Regions from separate parts of the Sus scrofa genome. Here region 2 is linked to region 1. Evidence: chromatin contacts called from public HiChIP or PLAC-seq data. All regions are on one chromosome and are shown on one strand. Each heading gives the region's core, a stretch centred on a gene start, on an enhancer-like site or on the middle of the called end of the contact. The rest is flanking DNA. Distances are from core to core; before and after follow the strand shown.

Region 1 (7,688 bases), core at 3,182-5,681:
CTATGGCTCCGATTAGAACCCTAGCCTGGGAACCTCCATATGCTGCAGATGCGGCCCTAAAAAGACAAAAAAAAATTAAAAATAAATAAGTAAATAAAATAGTGAATTGCCCCTTGTGAGGAGATGGTGATGAAAGATAAAAAAAAAATGCAGGCAAGAGGCTGGAACACAACAAAACCTCACAGCCATGGCGAGGAAAGACACGAGGAAACGAGTCAAGTATTTTTGGAAGGAGGAGACCAACTGGATGTCTGTAAAATCACATTGGCCCCAATGAATAGGGGCAGGACAAGCTAGGAGGCAAGGCCACCAGTTAGGAAGATGCTTCAGGTGAGAGATGACTAAGAGTCATAAAGAGAACATAAGAGAGTCTAAAGACAGTTAGGAAGTACATAAGTGAGGATTTGGAGCACAAGTAACTGAGGGGATTCATGAGATAGAAGAAATGCAAGATGAAACGAATGACCAGATAATAAAGACTGGACAAACCGGCAATGTGTGTTCAGGTAAAGGTCATGAGAAGGGCTGACTGGCCTGAATGGACTTTAAAAACATCAGAGAAGGAAGCCAGCCCTAATGCCTTCCCATGCTGATCTTTAAAGAGTTTAAAATAAACTAATTGCTTGGAAAGCTTCGTTTAATTTTAACTCAATGGTACAGACACCTATGAATATTAGTGTATTTTTTTATTCCAGAACACTTAAGACTATAACCTTCCCTTAACTATCAGCGATTATTTCTGTTTAAAAGAAAAAAATCAAAATAAATTTCCTTCTAGGCTCAGCTCAAAATCTACCTCCCTCCACAGTCATCTGTGGTTTCAAGTCTCTCCGCCAGAAGAACTCACCTTCCTTCAGACCACACAGAAACCCACTTGCTCCTCTCTGCAAGAACTTAGCATCAGATCCCTGCTAACACAGACCACAGGCTCCTTGAAGGCCAAGCTCAGGCCGACCAGTTTCGTTTCTCCTTTAACACTTGCCACACGGTCATTCACAGACTTGGTGTTTGATAAATAAATACACACACAGTTACTATGTCCTTAATTCTAAAAATTTCTTAAAATAAGTAAACATATGATACTTACAAATTTAATAATCTACGACATTCTACAGAATAAGTCATTTGTGCAAAGGAGGAACAAGCAGGTCTCTTCCAACTTTAAAACAGTGTTCTTGGAGTTCTCGTTGTGGCCCAGTGGAAATGAATCAGACAAGGAACCATGAGTTTGCAGGTTCAATCCCTGGCCTTGCTCAGTGGGTTAAGGATCCGGCCTTGCTGTGAGCTGTGGTGTAGGTCGCAGACGTGGCTCACATCCTGCATTGCTGTGGCTCTGGTGTAGGCTGGTGGCTACAGCTCCAATTAGAACCCTAGCCTGGGAACCTCCACATGCTGTGGGTGCAGACCCAAAAAGCAAAAAAAAAACAAACAAACAAACAAACAAAAAAACGATGTTCTTAACACAGACAAACCTTAAAGGCATTATGTTAAGTGAAATAAGCCAGGACACACTGGCTTTGAGCTGAAATCACACACACCTAGGTTCTGCTCTGTGACCTCTGACAAGTGACATGACCAGAGCGCCCTCAGTTTCCACCACTTCAGAGTGAGTACGGCCTCTGAGTTGACAGGAAGATCATTCAAGATCACACGCACACATCTGGCAGCTTCCCAGGGCTTGGGCGCCCAAACCCTGCTCTTTAACACCTAAAACTTTCATTCACCAGCCTCCAGCATGTTGCTCCCTTGATACAAGCCAGGGGGAATCTCACGGGATCCTACGAGTCAGGAAAAATACCCTCAAAAAATTTCTTGTTTCCTGTAATTTGTCAAATTGTTCCCTAAAGTCCTGCAATCCAGTTTCTGAACACATTAAGCTACTGAAACTACTAACATCACCTTCAAATGAAATCTCAGTACCCATGGTGACCATGAAGTGCCGTAGCCCTTCGAATATGCTGGGTTCCTCTTAGCACTTCATGTGCACTAACTCATTTAATCCTCGAAATAACCCCCAAAACGAATGGGTACCATTTATTGCCCCAATTTACAGGTGAGGTAATTCAGGCACAGCAGGGCAGTGACAGGATGTGAAGCCATGCAATCCCACTCAAGTCTACCACATCTTTGACCTCTTCCTCGGCTCCTTGTTCCTTTTAATGCCATCTCCTGCCTCTCAGTCTTCCTTTAGGGCCATCTCGGCTGACTCTTCTCTCACTCTTCCCACAGGTGGCATGCTAATATCTCCTCCTCTGCTCCTTTGAGGAGCTCAGGCATTCTCCTAGCTTTGACCATCAGCCTTACAGCGATAATTCACTTAAATTTCTAGCCTTCATTCATGCCATCTCTTGCCCAGTTTATTTCCTCCCTTTCCTTCTGCACAAATGCAAATTCTAACCACCCTCATCTCAAAAGCTGTTGCAGTTGCTTTTAGTGCAACTGTGTACAACTATATTATTGCGTCGGGGGTCAGGAATTCAGACAGGCACAGAGGAGATGAATGGCCTCTGGTCTACAAAGTCTTGGGCCACAGTGAGGACCACTAGTTGTCTGGGGACTGGAATCACCTGGAGGAGTCTTTACTCACATGTCTAGTGCTTGGTATCAGCCGTTGGGTGGGACCCCCAGCTAAAACCATCAGCTAGTACATCCACGTGAGTCCTCTCCATGTGGCAGAGCTTCCTCACAGCATGATAGCCTCCAAGTAACTGGATTTTTTACATTGCTGCGCCTCAGGCCTGCAAAACTTCCCACGTTCTTTTAAAACACTTTCTGATTAACCCAAATGCACAGTTTTTCCTCACCATAAAAAAGGAATATATTATCAGGAGCTTTTCACATACCTCCTTAATTTTTGTAAAAGCCCAGGCAAAGTAGGTATTACCATCCTTTGCAAAAAAAGGAAAAAATAAATAAATAAATAAATATAGTGAAAAGTACTGATTCCACTTATCTGCCATCTACCCAGTTCATATCCCTGATTAACATGTAACCTTCTGTGCATCCCCCAACTCTTAATACCAATATAAACAACACTTATTGTCCCTTCCTCCACCTTTTTTTCTGTAAAATATAACTCTTCTGCCTCATTTAGCCATTCTAAGGGGACTAGACATGTAGGATGCCTCCTTTCCTGGCTACAGTGACTAACCCTCAGCATATGTCATTTCATGTATGTAATTCACGAGGCAGCATTTTCAAATAGGATATATGCATTTGTATTTGATACATGTTGCCAAATTAGTCTCCATAAGGATAGTTATACTCTCAAGCGTAATATGTTTTCCTATAACTTCAATAATGTAATGCAATATCAAATTTCTAGATTTTTTGCCAATCAAACAAGGAAATAATATACCTTGGTATCCTGAAAGATTTTCTAGAGATTCTTCCCCATGAGAATTTTGATGTGCCAGGGAAACGGGTTAGTTGCTTCAATGGATACCTTGAATAACATGTTGACTGGATATAGAAGGAGCCATGTCAACTAGCAGGTGAGTTTCTCAGGTGCAGGACTCTATGAAGGACACAAAGATGTCTAAGGGGTGACCCCTGGTTTAGAAGTGTTCAGAGATCTGCTAGAAATCATTTCCATGGCTTTTTCATAAAGCTAAGTCCCTTATGTTTTTCTTCAGTGTATAAAAAAAAGCCAGCATTGATTGAATACCAATGCACAGAGCACTGTGGTCATTGAAAGACAAGAATTAAGAAGAGATCCTTGGGGAGTTCCCATCGTGGCTCAGCAGAAACAAATCTAACTAGTATCCATGAGGACGCAGGTTCAATCCCTGGCCTCTCTGAGTGGGTTAAGGATCCAGCGTTGCCGTGAGCTGTGGTGTAGGTCACAGACAAAGCTTGGATCTTGTGCGGCTGTGGCTGTGGCATAGGCCAGTGGCTACAGCTGATTTGACCCCTAGCCTGGGAACCTCCATATGCCATGGGTGCAGCCCTAAAAAGACAAAAAAAAAAAAAAAAAGTGGTCCTTGTCTTTAGGAAATCAATTCACACATTCATCAAATGACGATATGTGCTGAGCAATTTGCTAGGGATTCAAACGTGAGTACAGATAGGTCCTCTTTTTCTAAAAAACTATGACTGAGGTTAGAACAGAACAAAATTCTAGTAAGAAAATGTCTCCTCAACCTTGAGTATAACAATTTTACCTCAGTTCAGACAATCTTTGATTAACCCAATCTAAATTGTCCCTCTAACTGCCATAAATTCAAAGGGGAATGTATAACTATAGGGAATCTATTTATTATATAACCTGGAATTAAGAATTGTTCATATAATCTAGGATTTATAATCTAGGATCATCAAAGACTAGGTAGTTGCCCTCTCCTGGCAAATTTTATTACTGCAGTCTGACTCAACCAAATACTGGACTCAAATTAGAGAAATATAGGGCAAATGAGTCAGTGGGGGAATGCCCAGCCCAGGCATTAGTTTCCAGAGCTGGACAAAGAAAACAGTAGAGAAGATACAAAGAGGAAGGAGGAGAGGAGGTGATTCAAATAAATCAGTAAAATATTAGGATTAAAATTAAATAGACTATGGGAATTCCCGTTATGGCTCAGTGGAAACAAATCCAACTAGATAACATGAGGATGTAGGTTCGATCCCTGGCCTCACTTAGTGGGTTAAGGATCCAGAGTTGACATGAGCTGTGGTGTAGGTTGCAGATGAGGTGTAGGCCAGCAGCTGCAGCTCCGATTCGACTCCTAGCCTGGTAACTTCCATATGCCTCGGGTATTGCTCTAAAAAAAAGAAAAAAAATTAAAGAGACTATGAGAGATTTTGATGATTCTTATTCTCTGTCATCCTCCCGACACAGCTACTTTTCAGATATGATCTTGTGCAAGTTCTCTCTGTGCTTCAGTGTCCTTTTCCCTATAAATAGGGCTAATGTTACCTACCCTGTAGGGCTACTGTGAGAACTAGTGAGGTGATACATGTAAAGAATTCACAACTATGTTCAGCATGTAGTTAGTGATCAGTGGTGTTTGTTGTTAATCAGATGTCAGCTCAAACAGGTATGGGTTGAACTGTGTTAAAGGTAAGTGGTCCTAAACTCAAGCGCCTCAGAATGTGACTTTATTTGGAAATGAGTGACGGCAAATATAATTAGCTAAATTGAGATACAGCATATTGTGGGAGTTCCCTGGTGGTCTAATGGTTAGGATTCGGCACTTTCAGTGCTATGGCCAGGGTTCAGTCCCTGGTCTGGGAACTGAGATCCTACATCAGGTTGCTGCATGCCGCAGCCAAAAAAATAAATAAATAAAGCATACTGGAGTAAAGGAGACTCAGTCCTATGTAACTGATGGCCTTAGAAGAGGGCAATGTGGACCCTGACAGAGGCATCGATGGGAGTGAAACAGCTGCAAGCTAAGGAGCACCAAGGACTGAAAGCTACCATCAGAAGCTGGGAGAGACAAGGAAGGACCACCCCCTGTGATTTTCAGAGAGAATATGTTCGTGCCAACACCTAGATTTCAGACTTCTAGTCTCCGGAACTGTGAGACAATAGATTTCTGTTGTTTAAACAGTCCAGGTTGTGGTACTTTGTTATGGCAGCCCAGTGAAACTAAAACAAGTACCAATTTGCTTGGCATTTTGAAGTTACATGTAGTGACTTTTCCTCCCAGGCCAGAAAAAAAAAATGTTAATAAATAATAGATAATACATTTTTAATTTTTTTTTTTTTTTTTTTTTTTGTCTTTTTGCTATTTCTTGGGCCGCTCCCATGGCATATGGAGGTTCCCAGGCTAGGGGTCGAATCGAAGCTGTAGCCGCCAGCCTACGCCAGAGCCACAGCTACTCGGGATCCAAGCCGCGTGTGCAACCTACACCACAGCTCACGGCAACTCCAGATCCTTAACCCACTGAGCAAGGGCAGGGACTGAACCTGCAACCTCATGGTTCCTAGTCGGATTCGTTAACCACTGCGCCACGACGGGAACTCCAATAATACATTTTTAAAAGAGACTGTTAAGACTAGCTTCTCTTCCTCCATGCTCAACGACTTTAACAGCTTTAACCAATTTTGTCTACTCCCAAATTCCAGTCATATACTTCAACAGTCTTGTTATTTTTTCTTCTTTATTCACAGTACCCTTTCTGGCAATACACAGAACTAAGTCCTACTTAAGTATTTATCAACAAAATGAATTAAAACAAAACTTATTAGTGAGTCAAGATTTAAAGGAACTACACACATCCAAAATAGAACCTCTGAGTGATGAGATTAACTTCTCTATAACATATTTAAAAACTTGGGACACTCACCTTTCGCCCACAATATGCTCCCCGCTTCACATCTTAGAAGTTGTTACCATTCATAGTACACCAAGGCAGTCTGATTTGGTAAATAACAGAAGTCGTGACTCAAAAAGAAACCTTTTTGTGAGGGCTGGCACATTTCAGCATGAAATGACTAAGACTCATTTTGTGTAAATCAAGTATCTAATTGCCTCGCTTTACCTTTAAAGAATAGTTATCATCTTGCTGTGCACCAGGTCGAGGCAGAGTGGGGAGACAGTCACTGGTGATGCCATCACCTCTCGCTGCAATATATATATATATATATATATATATATATATATATATATATATACAGGCTCACATTCTTCCCAAAGTCGGGACACTGTCAACTTGATTTATGAAAACTGCCTTGGCATCCTAGATAAGACAAGCTAAAACCTACTTTAACTAGAACTGTGACAAAAGAGACAAGACTCTTGTGTATTCCCATAAACATAAAAAGGACAACTGATGAGACAAATTACATGCATTTAACCTTTGGTGGGAACACTAAGAGGTTCCCATTTATACCAAAGAGGATGGGGAGAAGGGAGGATCAGACACAAGGACATGAAGCAAATAGTAGACTCTCCAATTTATTTAAGGTTCTGAATTTTAAAATGGTGGAACTACAGGAAATATGCAGAAAGGAGACCTCATTAAAGTAAAACCCCGCCTATGTAAGAGAACTAGGATGTGGTTAAACCGAAATGGGATAGCAATAGATAAAAATAAGCTCGTCCAAGGACCATCCTGTGATACTATTCAAGGACAGCCAGTCCCTGGGAGAGGAGATAGCAGTGTCCCTCCTTCCACTACAAGCTAGAGACCAGTGGTGAATGGTAACCAGGAGACTTGCACAACCTTGACATAGCCCCATCACAGGTGACCACAGATGCACCAATAATAAGGTACACACTGGAAAGTAAAGAAAGGTGCACCAGGCAAGGGTCATAATGATAAGCTGCAGTGCTGGGAGAACTGACGAATGCCCCAAACACCAGAAATTAGCATCAATCCACTCAGAAGGAACTGAAAAAAAATTATAATAATTAGGGGAATGTAAAGTACCAACTTATTTTACTTACTTCATATTTTACAACACTTAAGTCAACGCTATTTACCAGGAATTAATAAAGAGAGATACAAAAGATGTTAAGTATCTTATTTACAAGCCTAGAAAAGTGACAATTTCAAAGAAGTTTGTTCCTATCTAAAACAATCTAGGCGTTCCCGTTGTGGCACAGTGGTTAATGAATCCGACTAGGAACCACGAGGTTGTGGGTTTGATCCCTGACCTTGGGTTCAAATCAGTGGGTTAAGGATCCGGTGTTGCCGTGAGCTGTGGTGTAGGTTGCAGACACGGCTTGGATCCAGCGTTGCTG
Region 2 (7,688 bases), core at 3,309-5,808, 200 kb after region 1:
TGCACCTGGGATCTGGCGTTGCTGTAGCTGTGGCATAGGCTGGCAGCTGCAGCTCTGATTTGACCCTAGCCTGGGAACTTCCATATGCTGTGGAAGCCAATTTGCTATTGGGCCAAAGGAAACAAATGAAAACTGAATAGGAGAGAGAAAACTCAGGATAGATAGACAGCAAAAGGGGTCCATCAGCAGAATATAATGACCCTTTATGGTCCCCAGGTTTCCTCTTGCCTATAATTCCATCCACTGTGACATTAATTCCACTTGGGTTATTAGGCATTGTGTCTTCACTGTTTCCTTCTAAACTGCATACCTCTGGAGTTCTCCTGTACCTCAGTGGGTTAAGAATATGGTGTTGAGGAGTTCCCGTCGTGGTGCAGCAGAAATGAATCTGACTAGGAACCATGAGGTTGTGGGTTCAATCCCTGGCCTTGATCAGGATCTGGCGTTGCTGTGAGCTGTGGTGTAGGTCGCAGATCTGACGCACCTTGGATCTGATGTTGCTGTGGCTGTGGCCTAGGCCGGCAGCTGTAGCTCCAACTGGACCCCTAGCTTGAGAACCTCCATCTGCCACACACACACACACAAAAACCCCAAAAACACAAGAATATGATGCTGACACTGCAATGGCTTGGGTTGCTTGGAAACTTCCTCATGCCATGGGTGAAAAAAAAGGCAGGAGTTCCCATTATAGCTCAGTGGTAATGAACTCAACCAGTATCCATGAGGATGTGAGTTTGATCCCTGGCCTCACTCACTGGTTTAAGGATGTGGCATTGCTGTGAAATGTGGTATAGGTGACGGATGTGGCTTGGATCCAGAGTTGCTATGGCTGTGGCATAGGCTGTAGCTCTGATTCTACCCCTAGCTTGGGAACCTCCATATGCTGCAGAGGTCACCCTAAATAGCACAAAAAAAAAAATCAGACTCCTAAAAGGAACAATATTTTGTTTATTTTTATTTATTTATTTTTGGCTACACCTGCAACATATGGAACTTCCCAGGCCAGTGATCAAACATGGGTCTCAGCAGCAACCCTAGCCACTACAGAGACAATGCCAGATCCCTAACCCACTGCACCAAAGCAGGAACTCCAGGAACAACACTTTGATTCAACAACAATTCAATGGAATTAGCTAGTGATTTATTCAGCCAATTTGAATGCCTACTCTGTGCTTGGTACTGCACTATGAACTGGGGTACATTGAAAAGAGGACCTCGTTAAGGTGAGAAGTATCTACTGAACAGCTCCTGTCACCTGACAGGGAGCTGGCACTGATAAAGGAGGAAAGCAGAAAAATGCACAACACTGTCACCTCCCTCAAGGAGCATCTAGCCTTGCTGGGGGGAATCCAAGCATACAAAAGGCAAAACAAGCAATTGCTTACTAAATGCCTGGTACATCAAGAGCCAATGTGAAGACGAGCTAAGTACCTTCATGTCAAAGAGCCTTATCAGAAGCCCTCATGATTGAATCACACTAACCCTTTTCATTAGGGATGCTGGAAAATAAGCTGTTATAACCTTACTGTTTTCTAAAGATTAACACGAGTGTGACTTTCTGGTTCTGAGGTCTCACCTTAGTTTGTACCCTACACACTATAGCTCTGGCTAGACTCAGTGATATTGAAAGGGAGTTATTCAGTAAGTATTTACAGGGCACATCTTCTTGGCCTGTGACCCCAACTCTGGCCACTTGCCATGTCCTGGAGGTGGACTGAGAAGTTTCGCATTTACTAACCACCCACAAGATGCATGGTTTCTGTCTATCATAGTCATGCTCACAAGGTACCCTCGTGAGGAAAACCTCACCAGCTGCCGGCTCCTGCTGTCTCTGGGAAGGGACAATTGTGACTGTTACTTAATTGGAGTAAGGAAGTAAGATTTAGGCACAGAGGAGTAGTTATGGCTTAGAATCTAGGCATCAAGCAGGACCAAAAGGGAGATACTGCCAAATCTTGAGGAGCTCTGCCTTTTACTGAAAACATCATTAGTAAATCATGTTATCCTGGAAGCACATTCCAGGCAAGACATCCTTTGGAGCCAGATCAAAAGTCTAGGAGGAACGAGGACTGTAGACTAGCACAGGAACCAAATCGACAGCTAGCCTGTAGGAGGGGCAGACTCATTGGCACCAGAGATTGGGAAAGACTGGAGGCAGAAGTGGAAATCAAATCTGGGATTGCCAAGGATGAGCAGACACAACAAAATCCAAATCCAGACACTGAGGTGGCATGAACCTCAGGTGGAGCCCAGCATAGACCACAACATGAAGATGGGGGTTCAAAGCCAGGGCAGCTATTGGTGTCTGCAGAGTAAGCAAAATATTGTCACAGGGGTTGCACCAGGTGGTGGGAGGACTGACTGGGAAGAAACACTTTCTGAGAAGATGCAAAGGTGAACATCTCATATCTTGAAAAAAGTGTGGGTTACACGAGTACATTCACTTGTGAAAAGTCACTTAATTGTACACTTGGGATTTACTCATTTCGATGTATGTAAATTTTACTTAAAAAATGTAAAGAAATCAAACCCTCGTTAGGTTTACTTTTGGCCATGCTATGAATCAGCAATTCTGAAATTACAATCTGTGTATTCTTGGGCATGAGGTAAACAGGAGCTACATTTCTAATCCTTGGGGAAAAAAACAGATACAGAAAAGGTGTTTTTTGCTTTGGAATTAAAGTAATCAGTTTAACTATACATCTAAGTCTAATACAGCTATATGTATGTCTCTGATATATTTCTAATATATATGTCTTTGAATTTATTTCTGTATATATATATATATATATGTAATATTATCTAATCGTATTTGCTGAAAGGGTCTAGTAACAATGAAACACCAGTAGGAATGAGCATATTTAGCACTCAGACCTTGGTTTCTCCCTCCCTCCCTCTCTTTTTAATTTTATGGCCACACCCATGGTACATGGAAGTTCCCAGGCCAGGGACTGAATCTGAGCCATAGCTGTGAACTTCGCCACAGTTGTGCCATTGCTGGACCCTTTAGCCCACTGTGCAGGGCTGGGGATTGAACCCACGCCTCCACAGCAATTCGAGCCACTGCAGTCAGATTCTCAACCCACTGTGCTACAGTGGGAACTCCAGATTTTGGTTTCTAAATACCATGATAATGGTATTCTAAATACTAATTGGTTCTAAATCACCACTAAAGGAACAAGGGATCCTTCAAAATGAGTTATTCCAGGGTTGGGGGCATGAAAAGTTGAAGATGAGCCTGGAACATCTTTTTGAGCCAAAATGTAAGGAAATGCCCAAAGAATCATGGGAATATGTTGAAAGGACTCAGAAGCCAACCTGACAGGGGCTTCCCCTGGCTCCACCTGGGACAATTTAAACATCAAAATAAATAATATCTATCATGTATTGTACTCCTCTGAATAAAATGTGAATCTATAGTGATACAAATAAATGAATAAATAAATAGAGGTAAAAGGAAACTGCTCCATTATAGGAGAATGCCAAAAAGGCAGAGGCAGAAAGTCATCAATGGATGCTAAAGGTAAAAGTGTGATTAAATGTAGGATAATTGCAGAGTTGCAAAGTATGCTCCCCAATTACTTATTATAAAGGAAAAAACAGTAAATTTAATGCACCCTGAAATCAATCAAGTGATCAAACCTAACGTCACTATATTGGTATAAACCAATATCCAATATCATGATCAGATTAGAATCCTTGGAGAAGAATATACCATTTCTCTGATATTCCTGTCCTAAATGCATAAACTGAGTCTAACCATGAGGAAACATGAAACAAACCCAAACTGAAAGACATTCTACAAAATAACTGGCCTGTAGTCTTTTAAAATGTTAGGCTCAAGAAACACAAAGAGAACCTACAGAAACATTCCAGAATAAAGGAAAATAAATAGATATGACATATATGCAGTGCATGATCTTGGCTTTGATCCTGGACTCGGGGGGAAAAAAAAAGTAAGGACATTTTGGGCAACAATTGATGAACTAGATGGTAGTAATGTTAATGCTTAATTTCCTGATTGTGTTACCTGAATTACTAGTAAGTGAATGTCTTCCCAGAAAATGCCCACTGGACTATTCTGGAGGAAAGGGGGCACCATACCTCCAAATTACTCTTAAATGGGAGGGAAGGAAGATGGAGGTGTGAGAGAGAGAGAAAGAGAGAGCACAAATAAGGCAAAAATGCAAACAAATGGATCAGATTGTAGGAGTTCCTTGGACTGTTCTGATAATTTTTCTATAAAACTGAAATATTACCAAAATAAAAAGTTCAACCCCAAAACAAAGGCACGCAAACAAACTTCTGGGTGTGGTCAGGAGCCAGGCAACAGTCTGACTAGCAGTTAAGAGGCCTTTGTTTACTGCTGGGGCAGAGCCAGCCCAAAGTATGGTGTTCCAGGGCTTGCAGAAGGGGAGGGTAGCCACCCTGTGGGGTAGGCTTAGTTGGCTGGAACTGGTATTGAATAAATTCTGTTAGTGACTATTCCACAAACTGGGGTGCAGTTCCTGGCATAGGCCGTTTTGTCCTTGTAGCAGAGAGGCCTTACAGCTGTTTCGTGTCAGATGATTCATAGATAACACAGAGCAAACAGAATCACTGGTAAATGTGTGAACTGTGCTCTTATTTCATTTCCTTTTTTAAAAATTTTTTATTGTAGTTGATTGACAATGTTCTGTCAATTTCTACTGTACAGCAAAGTGACCCAATTTCATATATATACTCTTTTTCTCATATTATCTTCCATCATGTTCTATCACAAGTGACTGGATATAGCTCCCTGTGCTATACAGCAGAATCTCATTGCTTATCTACTCCAAATGCAGTAGTTTGCACCTACTAACTGCTAACTCCAGGTCATCCTGCTTCCTTCCCCTTCCCCTTGGCGAGCACAAGTCTGTTCTCCAAGTCCATGAGTTTGTTTCTGTTCATTTCTTTTCATAAAACTATTGTTTAAGTTTTCTGATTTTTGTCACAGCCCACCAAGAGAAATGTGGTTACATTTTTCGCAAGGAGGCCCAAAATTTTAAAATCTGGTAAAAAAGCTTAAGGTAAAATCAGTTAAGGTTTCCCCATTTAGTAAGAGTAGTAATCAAGGCATAAGTTTTCCCTAAGCATTTCCTTGCCAAAGAGAAGCATACGTTTAAACATAATTCAGTAACATCTCTTCTGTGGCCATTGTCCCACACTTGGTCTTCTGCCACAGCTCTGAAGCACAGTGATTTCTCTTTCTCTGTCATCTCTTTTTTTGGCCAGAGATTCTGAGAATCTCTGAATTGCTAATTACATGATTTCCTAGGGTTCCTCCAGAAACTTAACAGATTTTCTTTTTTCCCCCAGAAAATTGAATGCCCCACAAATCAAAGACCAATAAGCCAAAAGTCAGGCTTCTTCACACACCCCCGAGGTGGATGTCGACTGCCTTTCCTCAGAGTAAGAGGCAACCACTCTGCCAGCTCCCTCAAAGTCGATCTCACTATGTAAGTTCTTCCTAACCCCTGACTTACGCCTCTCAGGCTGTGCTTGGGAAGGGCCAAGCATAACCGCTGTGCTGGGGAATGGAACAAAACAGAATTCACCTTCCCTTTCCCTCTGCCCGCCGTGGGGACTGTTTCTGACTCCCATCCTGGCTCTGGCGGCCTGGGCAGCACCTGGCCTACATTAGAGGGGGCGCTGCCCCTGGGAGGCTGGGAACAGAATTAGGTTTCCATAGCGTACTGGTTATCACGTTCTCCTTACACAGCTCATTAGAGTCAGGCTGAGTCATTAGGGTGTGGAGGCTGTTGGGTCACATTCTTGCAACATAACAAGCAGAGTCCTGGCAGAGAAAATACAGACTATGGAGTCTATAAAACTTTTTCAAGGCCAGCTCTCAAAAGCATGCACCAGGTCTGTGAGAGTGAAATAAAAACTGAGCAGAGCCGGTCAGAACTGCACGCATTAGATTAGCCCATGATTGACCTGAGATGGCAAAAGAAGAGGCCTCTGGAAAGACAAATACCTTGTGGAGTTTGGAGGCTCCAGCAGAGGGAGGGCATGAAATTCTACTTATAAAGAAGGCTGAAGTTTGAGGAGAGTCCTGATAAATCCCTTACCAGCCTCTGCTCTCCAGTTTACCTGCTTTTTTTTTTTTTTTTTTTTTTTTTGCTTTTCAGGGCCACACCCACGGTATATGGATGTTCCCAGGCTAGGGGCTGAATCAGAGCCACAGCTGCCAGCCTACACCACAGCCACAGCAACTCCAGATCCAAGCCAAGTCTGCAACCTATGCCACAGCCCACAACAACACCAGACCCTTAACTCACTGCGTAAGGCCAGAGATTGAACCTGCATCCTCATGGATACTAGTAGGATTCGTTTCGGCTGAGCCACAAGGGGAACTCAGCTTTAACTACTCTTGGTCTTGAACGCCTAGCCGGACAGAGTTTACCAAAGCAGAAGGAAGCCCTTCACACCCCAAGGATCAGGCAGAGAAGAGTGATTGGTACCTGAGATCTGTTTTCAGGGCATAATTGGTTCAAACCTCTGAAACCGTAAGATGAAAATCCAGTATATCTGAGCAGGTTTGCTGGGACCTGAAGGTTCACTAGACAAATCGAGGCAGACCTAACTTGTTTTCTTTGTAATTTAAAACCATTTCTTTCAGTGAAAAAAAAAAAAAAAAAGAACGAATACATATACATGTAAATTGACAGAACATTGTAAATCAACTATAATAAAAATTATTAAAAAAAAGCAAAGTATGAGGAGATGCCTTCTCACCTTTGGTTAGTTTTCTCCCACTTCCCAAGCTGGGCTAAGGAGAGACAAAAGAAAAGGAAGGGAAAGCCCAGGAAGACAAGAAGACTCCTCCCCTCCTTTCACAAATTTCTGTTCTTCTCCCATCCCGGTAGAGCCAGGCCTGGAAAGGGTGGTCATTTTCTGTGTGAAGAAAGCACCTCCACTTGTGCTGAACACTTCTGTCCAGGGCCTGTGTATAGTCCCACAAATGTCTCACTGGCAGCAAGCAGGTGCCAGGTATGGTTGCAAGTCCATCTTTGCCCCTGGAAAAACCAGTCAAAAGGCATGTCTTACTGAAGGTAATCAGACACCCTCTAAACCCAGACAACTTTACTGCATTATGAAATACAGAAGGGATGAAAACCAACATTTGTTCGAGGGAAGTTAAGTGTGCTGGACACTTGAGTTACATTCTTACTTAATCCCCCACCAACTATGAGGCAGATAGCATTATACCCATTTTACAGATGAGGAAACTGGGAATGTGTTTCTGACAAGGTACAAGCTGCAGGACCTTAGGTAACCAAAAGAGTTAGGATTTGAACCCAGGTTGGTACATACAGAGGCCTATGTGCTTTCCATGGGGGTCATCCATGCCGTGCTCGCCTTTCCCACTGGTTTGACCTCCAGCCATGTGGTTACTTCTGGTCACCCAGAGAGTTTTAAATCTCCCATGAGTTTTGAAGTTTGCCAGAAATGATGGCAAGGTCACTAGTGATTTGAACTCCATCTTTTAAATATATATGATTTAAATGTTATATTTTAAATACACTCATATTTAAAAAATTTTAAATATACATATATACATATATATATATATATATTTTTTTTTTTTTTTGGTCTTTCTGTCTTTTCTAGGGCCACACCCACAGCATGTGGAGGTTCCCAGGCTAGGGGTCTAATCAGAG

Evidence for each region. HiChIP or PLAC-seq counts read pairs in DNA pulled down with a chosen protein or histone mark.
Region 2: a contact with region 1 is called in an H3K27ac HiChIP or PLAC-seq map of alveolar macrophages. The contact joins two enhancer-like sites. A contact is called at or near these places in 1 of 47 Hi-C or Micro-C datasets (embryonic fibroblasts) and 1 of 2 datasets of contacts at active chromatin or transcription factors (alveolar macrophages).

Annotation. Positions count from the first base shown.
Region 1 is chr1:184,245,735-184,253,422 of Sscrofa11.1, forward strand. The region is part of intron 2 of GCH1 (GTP cyclohydrolase 1); the gene reads right to left. Among named protein-coding and RNA genes, the nearest start is that of GCH1, 14 kb to the right of the region's middle. Within about 2 kb of position 4,432, at least 2 of the 83 cell types and tissues checked have an H3K27ac peak or open chromatin away from gene starts, as enhancers often do. A contact at or near this core is called in alveolar macrophages, where this site is marked.
Region 2 is chr1:184,445,778-184,453,465 of Sscrofa11.1, forward strand. No RefSeq gene overlaps it. Among named protein-coding and RNA genes, the nearest start is that of LGALS3, 37 kb to the right of the region's middle. Within about 2 kb of position 4,559, at least 53 of the 83 cell types and tissues checked have an H3K27ac peak or open chromatin away from gene starts, as enhancers often do. A contact at or near this core is called in alveolar macrophages, where this site is marked.